Regions from separate parts of the Oryctolagus cuniculus genome. Here region 1 is linked to region 2. Evidence: chromatin contacts called from public Micro-C data. All regions are on one chromosome and are shown on one strand. The core of a region is the stretch at or near the end of the contact, and the rest is flanking DNA. Distances in the headings are between cores, read along the strand shown.

Region 1 (5,554 bases), core at 601-3,100, 190 kb after region 2:
AATTATTGGATATATGATGTGTAAAGTGCTAGATTAGGAACTGAGGGAGACACAAAAATGAATGAGAATCACTGAAGGAACTCGTAAGAGTTGAGACAGCAAAGCAAGTGTCAAACTGATTGAACAGGGCTAGCACAATGCTAAAATACTGTGATTCCACATGTCTGCCCTTAGTTCCCATGTTTTCATTTTCACATTCTTAGCTAAAAAAACAAAATCCAGGGGCCACATTGTACTGCAGCTGATGAGATGCTGTGTGGAACACCTGGCATCCCATATAAGCACCAAGTCCCCACTGTTTCACTTCTAATTCAGCTCCCTGCGAATGTGCCTGGGAGAACATCGGAAGATGGCCCAGGTGCCTGGGCCCCTGACACCCATGTGGAAGATGCAGTTGGGGTTCCTGGCTCTTGGTTTAGGCCTGGCTCAACCCTGGCTATTGTGACCATTTGGGGAGTGAACCAGTGGATGGAAAGTCTCTCTCTCTCTTTGTATGTGTGTGTTTCTCCTCTTTGTAACTCTGCCTTTCAAATAAAAAATAAATAAATCTTTTAAAAATAAAAAATAAAAAGCTCTAAGTGTTAGCCATCTATTATTTAAACAATAGCTAAACAATACTACTGCCAGCACCCTTCCTCTGCAAAGCAAGAATTAATTAACTTCTGCACCCACTGTATTTATTAAACAATAAGCAGGACTTTTTGTCATTTTTAAAGAGAAGACATTCAAAGAACAGGCACAGAGATGAGAACTAGTGCGTAATTGAATAGTTGAAGGATGTAGTACTGGGCTTATAAGACTTAGAAATGACTGTAAATTAGGGTTTGGAGTCAAAAGGATAAAACTTAACAGGAATCAGGGTGCACTGGTGCATTTATTTCCAGAGCATGCAATGAGGTTAGCAGATTAGCTCCGAACAGAGGATTCAGCCCATGTCACTTTTTAGACATAACAAAGGTGCGATCTTTGGTAGATCTGACATAATCAGATGTTATACAATCTTAGTCACAATCATAGTTTCAGGTTATATTTAAGACATCTTTAATAACAGGAGTCTTGGCCGAAAAAGATAAGCTGTTAAGGGACCACCGTCAAGAGAACATAGTGTACCCTTAGTGTGCCTGAGGAGTCAACACAACACACAAGAAAACATTCTTGCATCAAGATTCAGCTGTGATGTCCTGCGCATGAATGACTGATTTGTGAATACTAGCCTACCGACTAATTCTGTTTTTTTTTTTTTCTTTCCTAAAAAGATTTATTTATTTGAAAGAATTACAGAGAAAAAGGAGAAGAGAAAGAGGAGGAGAGACAGAAAGACCTTCCACTCGCTGGTTCACTCCCCATATGGCCGCAATGGCGAGAAGCCAGGAGCTTCTTCCGGGTCTCACCTGGTGCAGAGGCCCAAGCACTTGGGCCGTCCTCTGGTACTTTCCCAGGCGCATTAGCGGGGAGCTGGATCAGAAATGGAGCAGCCAGGACTCGAACCTGCGTCCCTATGGATGGAGTGCAGGCGCTGCAGGCCGTCCCCAATTCTGAATTAACCAGTCCTGCTCACAATAAACCTTGGCGCTGGCAGCACAGAGCTGGGGGGCAGGTGGCAGTGCTGCGCGCTCCGGCGCGGGGCTCCAGGCCTCTCTCTCAGGTTCTAAGTCTCCCACCTGGAGGGAACCCATTACCTGAAACGCCGGTAGCAGGCAGCCTTGCCCAACACTGTCCTCACTCTTCCTTAAGCTGCTAGGAAATCCTGGAGAAGTGGATTTCTTTCACAAACCGCACCACCCAGTCGCCCCACACCCAAAGCCCTGGGGGCGGAGGGAGTGGTGGCTGAGGAGGGTGGGGGGGAGGCCGAGTTACTGAGCATGTGCGAAGCGTGGCGCATGCTCAGTGCGGCCGGCAGCTTCCCACTGCGGGTAGCCCCGGCGGTGGCAGCGGTGGTGGCGGCGGCAGCGGCGGCACCGCCTCCTCCTCACACTCCCCGGGTGGCGGGGTTAGATGAGCGGCCCCAGTAGCGGCGAGGGCGGCGCGGGGGGGAGGAGGAGGAGAAGGAGAAGGAGGAGAAGGTCGCTGTCTTTGTAGTCTCCCCGCTGTGGGAGCCAGAGGCCGCCACCGGAGCCGACGTCGTTGGAAAAGGGCTGTGTGTGTGCGCGCGCGTGTCTGCCCGCCCGGCCCGCGGGGACGAGGCGGCGGCGGCGGCGAAGATGATGATGTGCGCAGCGACTGCTTCCCCCGCCGCCGCCTCCTCGGGGCCCGGAGGGGACGGATTCTTCGCAGCCGCCACCTTCTCTTCCTCCCCGGCACCGGGAGCGCTGTTCATGCCGGTTCCCGATGGCTCCGTGGCTGCCGCGGGGCTGGGGCTGGGGCTGCCCGCCGCGGACACCCGGGGTCAGTACCAGCTGCTGCTGTCAGGTCGCGCCCTGGCCGACCGCTACCGGAGGATTTACACCGCCGCGCTCAGTGACAGGGACCAGGGGGGCAGCAGCTCCGGACACCCGGCCTCCAGGTGAGTCTCCAAGGGTGCCGTCCTTGCGCCGCGCGCCTCGTGTGCGCCTGTATGTGTGTGTGTGTGTGTGTGTTCACGTCTGCGTTTCTCGAGCTTTCATTGATGCGAGGCCCCAGAAACGTTTCCCAGGATCTCGGGAGGGTGCGGTGGCTGCAGTTTCTGCTCTCGAGTGTGTGTCTGCCCATGTGGGGGGTTATTGAGGGCGGCAGTCGCGTGTGATACTGGACACGATGATGGTGCTGGGTCGGTCCTGACACGTGTGTGTATTGTTGAGGAAGGAGGAGGCATGGTCGAGGACACTAGGGTAATACCCGAAGAGAAGTGGTGAAGGAAGTGGCGTTCGCAGTGTCTCTGCCGCAATGTTATTTGCACGCCGCACCCCCCCCCCCCGCATGCCATTGCTCCCTCCCTTTTCTAGCCAGACCTCCGCCCCCCCTTTAAAGATATCTGCCATTCATTAAGGAGGACACTGATATAGATGAAGAAGAACGTCTTTTTTGCAGAATGAATTCGTGATAATCAGGCAGGAGGCTAGGCACGAGGTTTCCTTTTCAAAGATTTATGAATAAGAGATGCAAATGGAGATTTCTGTGGGTGCGAAGGGAGCCTGACGGAGGGTTTTAGATCTGCTCTCTGGGCCTTTGGGTCTTCTGGAAATGTGGTCGCAGCTGCTCCTGTGTTCTGCTGTCCCATCGGCCATTTCTCTTCATCTTCTGTTCTGTTTCCTCTATTACTTGCAGGCTTCAGAGGGCAGGGGATTTTGTAGGGAAACAGGGAGCACCGGAGAACTTCAAAATATGACGGCTGGTGTAGTGTTCAGCTGCCACCGGCTCGAAATTTTGAGAAGCTCCTGGATCTCTTCCATTTGGGCTGGCTGCACCTTCAGTTTCCTTGATGTGGATGTTAAATCACTTTCGTTTTCTTTTTCTCAAAACGTGGGTGCCTTTTTTGCTGAGGGCTCTGCTATTGTTTTCTTCTCCTTGCCTTAACATGCCACAGACCCTGAGGGATGGTGACTGACTTGCTTCACCAGCTTTGATGGTGGTTCTGGGGAGTTGGCTTCAGCCCTTCTCACGGAGCTTCTTGCACTGCGTGAGGAGAGCATAGTAGAATTTTGTCGAATGAGTTGAAGGGTTTACTGTGTTTATTGAATGTGCAGGTTATTAGGCAGTAACCAGGTGTCCTGTTCTTCTGTTATGCAAGGGGCTAGGCTGTAAATCGGATATTCGTAGTCTGTCACTATGTCTTGTGACTTATTCACTGAGGAGAGTTGTAAAGATGGAGGTTTGTTCACACTTTTTCTGGGTAAACCAGTCTTGGCAGTTCTGTGATTGTCTACTGGATTAGGCATGTGAGTGGCTCTGTCATATGGACAGAAACGTATATAAACAACGCCCTTTGCTCTTTAACATGAAGGCCCTGTGGCACAAGTTTGTTTCATGCTAGTGTTTTTGAAAATAGCACAGAGCCACATTATACAGCTTTTTCCTGATAATTGGGTGTGATTTTGAGCTATGAGTCTCTGAATTATGGCTCTGTAGCTGTATTTGTGCAGGCCTCCTCAGGGACTTTAAATTTCTTTTGTGTGTGGTTCCCAGACTTATGCAATAATTTGTGACTACTTATTCCTTTTTTAACTTTCAACTACTATACTTGTATAATAATACGATTTTATATCTGTAGAACTGTATTCACACTTTTAAGCAGAACTAATGTACATTAATCATATACCCAAAACTTATGAATGATTTTAGTCTTTGGTCCATTTTGTACAAACTGTCAATGACAACGTATAAAGAAGTAGTTCAAGTTTTTCCAGAAATACCCAAGGAAACCAGCCTTATGTTGCATGATTTTGCTTGCTGCTGCTTGTTCATAACATTGTTTATTACAGTTCATTTTGTTTTCTAATATTTAGCCTGCAGATCCTCATTTTTGAGGATTTGATTAAGAGTGCAGTCACGTATCTTGTTAAAAATGATGGGGAAAGTACATCTGGGATTTACGATGTGAATGTTTAAGGGTGCTGGTGGACAACATTAGAGAAGTTGAGATCATTCAGACAGAATGGAGCAAGAATAGAGAATGAAACTGGTGAGCATCATGTTTTAAAAATGTGAGAGAAAAGCAACAATGAAGGAAAATGAAACAAGAGGTCAGAAAATTAAGAAGAGAAGAAAGTGAGAAGAGTTTTCAGGTCACTGAGAACTTCTGAGGAAGTGGTCATAGAAGAGGAATGTGATGAAGAGTGAATGGAAAGGGGTTAGGGTCACTTGGGGGGCTTCAGATTTGAAGAAAGAGTATCAAGTATGGGAGGGTAGGTGGGTTACACAAATGTGGGAGTGTAATTACAAACCAAGAGAGTAAAGGAGTGAGGAGGCGGTGTTTGGTAGGGAAAAGTCAAAGGACAGGTGGAGACATTAGCCACTGAGAAAAGTTAGGGGCTGGTTTTCCTTTAATATAAAGAAAATGAGATAAGTGTTTGTAAATATAAAGACTGTTGGTTTACTGACCGAGGAACTGTGTACTATTCATTTTGGTAATCCTAATGTCTAGCATGATTTTTGACATTCATTCTGTAATTGTCAGGTGCCTGCTATGTGTCAGGCACTGTTGCAGGTGCTGACAATACGGCAGTGAGCAAGACAGACAAAGTTTTTGCTGTTTTGGAACTTTCACTCTAGTGGGAGAAATAGGCAATTGATAGTTTTATTTTATTCTTCCTCTTATTATTTTTAAAAAATATTTATTTGTTTATTTGAAAGTTGAGCTACAGAGAAAGAGGTCGAGATCTTCTATCCACTGTTTTACTCCCCAGATGGCCACAATGGCCAGGGCTGAGCCAGGCCAAAGCAGAAGCCAAGAGCTTCAGCTGGGTCTGGATTCAGGGGCCTGTACCCTTGGGCCATTTTCTGCTGCTTTTTTCAGGCCATTAACAGGGAGCTGTAATTGAAGTAGGGCAGCCAGGACACTAACCCCATATGGGATGCTGGTGTTGCAGGCAACAGCTTTACCTGCCATGCCATGATTCCGGCCCCTATTATTATTTTT
Region 2 (5,029 bases), core at 1,894-4,393:
ATACTCCTCATGACTACCATTTTCATGATAAAACTTCCCCATCTGTGTCAGATTCTATTCGAGTCTATGCCATCTTTGCTTCTCTCTGCTATTACTCCTCTGTTTCTAGTGCTTTCTACTCCTCCCCATTCTGTATCTCACATCCATGCTCCTGGAGAGCATCTCATTGCATAGAGTAACCACCACTGGGTGGTGCTATGCTTTGCATATAATTTGTTCCCCAGAGATTCATGCACTGGATGCTTGATCCTTAGCTTGGCAGTGTTGAGTTGGGAGAACTTCAAGAGGTGAGGACTAGTGGAAGGTAACTGGGTCACAGGGGCTCCACCCTCAGGAGTGGATTAATGATTTCTCATGGGAGTTGGTCAGGTCTGGTAGGAGTGGTTTATCTCCACCCACCCACACACACAGGGTTCCTAGGTTTTAGATTCCTTGTAAACACATGTGCCCCTTCTGCACATGGCCAGTTACACTTTCTACCTTTCTACCACATTGTGACACAGCCAGGGGGACCTCACCAGGATGCCAGCCTTCACTGTTTGGACCCACCAGCCACCAGAATCATGAATCAAATAAATCTTTCTGTGAGTTACTCAGTATTTTGTTAAATACAAAACAGACTAAGACAGTGGTTGGGGCTGTTTAACATCTAGCTCCTATTAACATCCATCTCCTTTTGGAGCAAATTTCTACTATGCATAAAAGTAGAGACAGAGTCCAGTTGCATTTGGAAGCCAGTAAGTCAATGCTCTCCCTTCCTGCATAGCATGGCTATGAAACAAGCATGTCCCTCAGCCTCAGTCAATCAGACAACTGTGGAAACAGCTACAGACTGTGCACCATTGAAGGAACAGCAGTAGAATTAGCAAGCTAAAAAAAATTGCTTGCCTGGTATAACTTTCCTGTGTCCCTGAAAACACTTTGGTTCCTGCCTCTTTTCTAAGGCAAGTGTTAGAGGCTCCTGTCAATATGTCAGCCACATATATCTCTCCAATGAATTTCCTATGGAGGTTAAATTTGCCAGGATCATTTTCTATTGCTTGCAAACAGACACCCAAACTGAACTCAGCCATCCTGCAATTTTGGCTCTTATATTTGAACTGCCTTTGGCTGTGGCCATTACATCTGCTGCCTTTGGCTAAAACCTAACCATAATCCAATCCACTGAGGCAAGGGTGGCAGAGTCACATAACCCTAAACATGGCAGCCTCTGTCCTGTGAATCACCTGTGGCCTCTGCATTCAGTATGGAGCTGGTGGCATTATTTTAACTCTCATAGATCTTACATCAGTCATATAGAAGAGATTCTGTGGTGTTCAGAGGCTGAAGGGATTGAGGCAGTGACCAGTGGGAGACTAAAGCAAGGTGTGAGAGAAGAGACAAGGATGAAGGAGGACCTGTGAGGAAATGGGAGTGAAGAAGAGCAACTGGCCTTGGAAAAAAAAGGAGATAAGGGTGAGATTGACAAGGCTGGTACTTTATTAAATAGGAGGAAGGAGTTATTGTGGAGAGTCTCTCTGATCTGTCAGGTAAGAGCCAAGTTCATCTGCTTAGGGAGACTGGGGAGACTTGGAAAAGCCACAGTGAGAAACAGGAGAGGGAGCCTACTGGGAACTGGCAAAAGAACCATTAAGCCACAGGGAGACAACTGTTTATTTCTGGGTTTTCTAATAGCAATTACCCACTCCACAGGTACATTTTGGACAAAGATTCAGACCAAGGACAGCACAGACGTTCCTTGAAACTTCTGCAGTGCAAAATCAAGGACATAGAAACTCTAGAAAAACATCACAGAACAGAAAAACCTTTAAACTAGCTTTTCAGAAAGGCCATAATTACTGGACTAATGAATGCTTGAGACAATAGAAATCTGTTCTCAAAGGAATCTGATTTTATTCTGTTTGAGATTGAGTTCGTCCATCTGGTGCACAAGGGTATGAAAAAAATTAGACAAAAGGCTTTTAAGGCCTTACAGGAGTATTAGTAGTGATATTCACATCAACAAATTGATTTACAGTGGTCTTTATTATCCTTGGTGAAAAATGTAACCATCAAAACAGCCCTTGTTGGAACTGAACTAGACAATGAAAGGTATCTGAGGAACAGCACAGCTTGGCCGTGGTTATGCATATTGATTTAGAAATTGTGTTAATTCTGAAAATGCCCTGCCTGATGGTTCTGTAAACAAGTGAGCTGATAGGTAAATTGTAGACTCTGTCATCGATTGCCAGTTAGAGTCATGAAGTGAAAACGTGCTTCTGTCATATGATAAGAAAATGAACCACTGTTGTGCATCAGCGGGCATGTGCTAAAAGAAGATAGCATCTGGACAAAATTCAACATGCAATTTTGGCTTTTGTTGTATTTTGAATAAAAAGAGTTGGCTTAACAACCACCTATTTAAAGTATTGCAGGCTGGTGATTATGAATAAGTCTCTTGGCTGATAATTGGAATGGCAGGAGACACCATGTTAGAGGTTGGATAGGATGCAAGAAGTAGTTTTCCCGAAACTGAGTGGTGCAGACAAAAGCAATTCGATTTTCAAAGAATGAATCTTCTTAAACTGTGGCATTCACTGAGGGAGGCTGCACAGACAGGGGTTAATTTACTTAACACTTCAGAAGTTCAAGGGATTCTCTAGCTGCAGCAACAATGATGCAAAATAGAGATTTAAATCCATCATTGTCCTTTTGTTCTTTTCAAACGCAAACGTATCACATTCTTAAAGAAGGACCGCTAGGCACGCTAGGCACGCTAGGCACGCAGGTTTTTATTTGAAACACAACCCGGTCAAGAAACAAAAAGATATTTTCTTTGTCAGCATGTGTTACCAAAAGCCGCTAGAGGGCAGTCAAGCCACTGGGGCTGTGGGAAAGGCGTCCTTCAATCAGAACCTTAAAATGAAAGCCGTTTTGCAGGATTTAAAAAACATTTGATTGCTTAGAAAATAAAAGAAGAGGGCAGGGGAGAGAGGAGAAGGAAATACCTTCTTGATCACATGAATGTAACATTAATAGGAAACAGCAGAAAAAATGTTCCACAAGCCTGAGAGGGTTTTCACGGGCACACGCTTGGGTCCCGTGCCTTGGAGAAGGCAGTAGTAGGACAGTGATTCAGCACTTATGATGTAATGAGGTCAGTCCCCCAATCCACTCGGTGATTTAACCCCGCCTACGAAACAGCGAGAAAGACCGAGGAGGCTGGGCAACCACAACACAACAAAACACAAATCACTGGCCTGGGACTTCACGGAAATTTCTGAGGCTGAGGCGTTGGGAGGCTGCTGCCTGTCTGCGCATGTGTGTTTTTCATCTAAGTGCTGTCTTTTCAGATTGTGAAGTGTTCTTACTCTTTTTTTTTTTTTCCAATCCCACAACTCCATTTAACCCACGCTACTTGTGGGAGGTGAGGAAGAAATGACTCACATGACTGCTAAAATGCTTGTGAAAATGCAGATAAGACGGTGACAGACACTGAAACACTGGGCTCTGATTAAAAACAACAACACAGGATTGTGTTGAGGGTAGGAGGAACATGACGAAGAGTTAATTCTAAGCCCTATGCAGAACCTTACATATTAAAGCTAAAAAGCATTTTAAGGGTCTCAGCATATAATATTTTCATTATTTCCAACCCCAAATTTGCACTTAAGCCAGTTTAACTAGAAAACTCTGTATCCCATGATAGTGCACCAAGAACTATCTTTTAATCAGCTACTGATTTCATGAATTGATCATGGAAATATGATTACAGATAGAGTTTGCAAATGATAAAAGCAATTAAAGAATCATTGGGATTCTAGGCATGCATGCAATGAATAGGCAGAAGTCAAGGCCAATACATCCTGATTTCCTGAAGCAGAGCTCTGAGATGTTGTGTATTCTGGGGATGGCACTTTGGCTCCCTGAAGGAAAAGACTCTTAGATACTTTGAGCTTTAATGAAAAGAGAAATAACCGTGTCCTTGATCCATCAGAGACAGACAAATAATCCTAACTTGCCAACAATCAATGCAAATAAGTTTGATACTTACATCTATACATTGAAAACATAGCTACAATTAATTTACAGAACACACTCTTGAAGTAGGCAGGCATACAGGTTAAAATTGATCAGATTTGTGAACTGGAAGACCACGGTCTTTTCCAATTTCACTCTCACATAGAGTTTAGTAAATAAATACACTCTTCACATGAGTACATAGAAAAATTAACCATATGGTCTAAAGTAAGGCATCCTATAATGAGTTTTCTGACCACATTTTAGTCTAAACTCTTCTCTAAGAACACATGTTACCTTGGATTAATTTTCTTTTCCCTTCCATAAAAGAATTTTGGAAGCAATAGAATCCAGCAAGCTTAAAATACACAGAAATCTCAAAAAGTTCATGGAAAATGGAATTAGAATACTTTGGTGTAAACGATATTTAAATCCATGCATAATTTTTTCACAGTAAGTACTTTCCATGAACTCTTTGAAGATCCCTCACTTGATTTTAGATATTGCAGGAGACAGGGGAATCCAAATTAGCAATCTCTAAAATTCTTAAAGAGGCCTTCATGAGCTACAAAGTTTCTGAGCATCAAAGTGATTTTGTATGCCTGATTCTCCTGCAGGCAAAGAACATAACCTACAATATTTAGGACAAGTTATAAAATAATGTCACCATATAATAGGTAGAATTCTCAGATCCCAGGGTGCCTGTCAGTTTGAGATCCAATTAAAATATACAGCAGGAGGTGGGCCTTTGACATAGTGGTTAAAATGTTGCACGATATGCCCGTATCCCATATCAGAGTGCTTGGGTTCAAGTTCTGGCTTCACTCTCAATTGCAAATACCTGGTAATGCAAACTATGGGAGGCAGTAGGTGACAGATCAAGTAGTTAGATCCTTGTCACTCACATGAAAGACCTAGATTGAGTTCCCAAATCATATATTTGGGATGTGAAACAGCAGATGGGAGCATGGGCTCATGTTAGCTCTCGCATGCACACTCTCTCTTTCTCTACTTCTCAAATAAATTTTTT

The links. Hi-C and Micro-C count contacts between places; a contact is called where the count stands out from the background.
Region 1: a contact with region 2 is called in a Micro-C map of ear pinna, with 8 times the contacts expected there. The contact joins the promoter of MYCBP2 here to the enhancer-like site in region 2. A contact is called at or near these places in 4 of 6 Hi-C or Micro-C datasets (ear pinna, liver, psoas muscle and 1 more).

The regions. Positions count from the first base shown.
Region 1 is chr9:35,120,133-35,125,686 of mOryCun1.1, forward strand. It overlaps MYCBP2 (MYC binding protein 2), which reads left to right and starts at 1,851. Exons shown (of 83, transcript XM_070048701.1): 1 at 1,851-2,503. The coding sequence starts at 2,202. It overlaps LOC127492114 (a long non-coding RNA gene), which reads right to left and starts at 1,859. Exons shown (of 5, transcript XR_011378745.1): 1 at 1,680-1,859.
Region 2 is chr9:34,931,243-34,936,271 of mOryCun1.1, forward strand. All of the region lies in intron 2 of LOC138843768 (a long non-coding RNA gene), which reads right to left. Among named protein-coding and RNA genes, the nearest start is that of SCEL, 71 kb to the left of the region's middle. Within about 2 kb of position 3,144, at least 7 of the 8 cell types and tissues checked have an H3K27ac peak or open chromatin away from gene starts, as enhancers often do. A contact at or near this core is called in ear pinna, where this site is marked.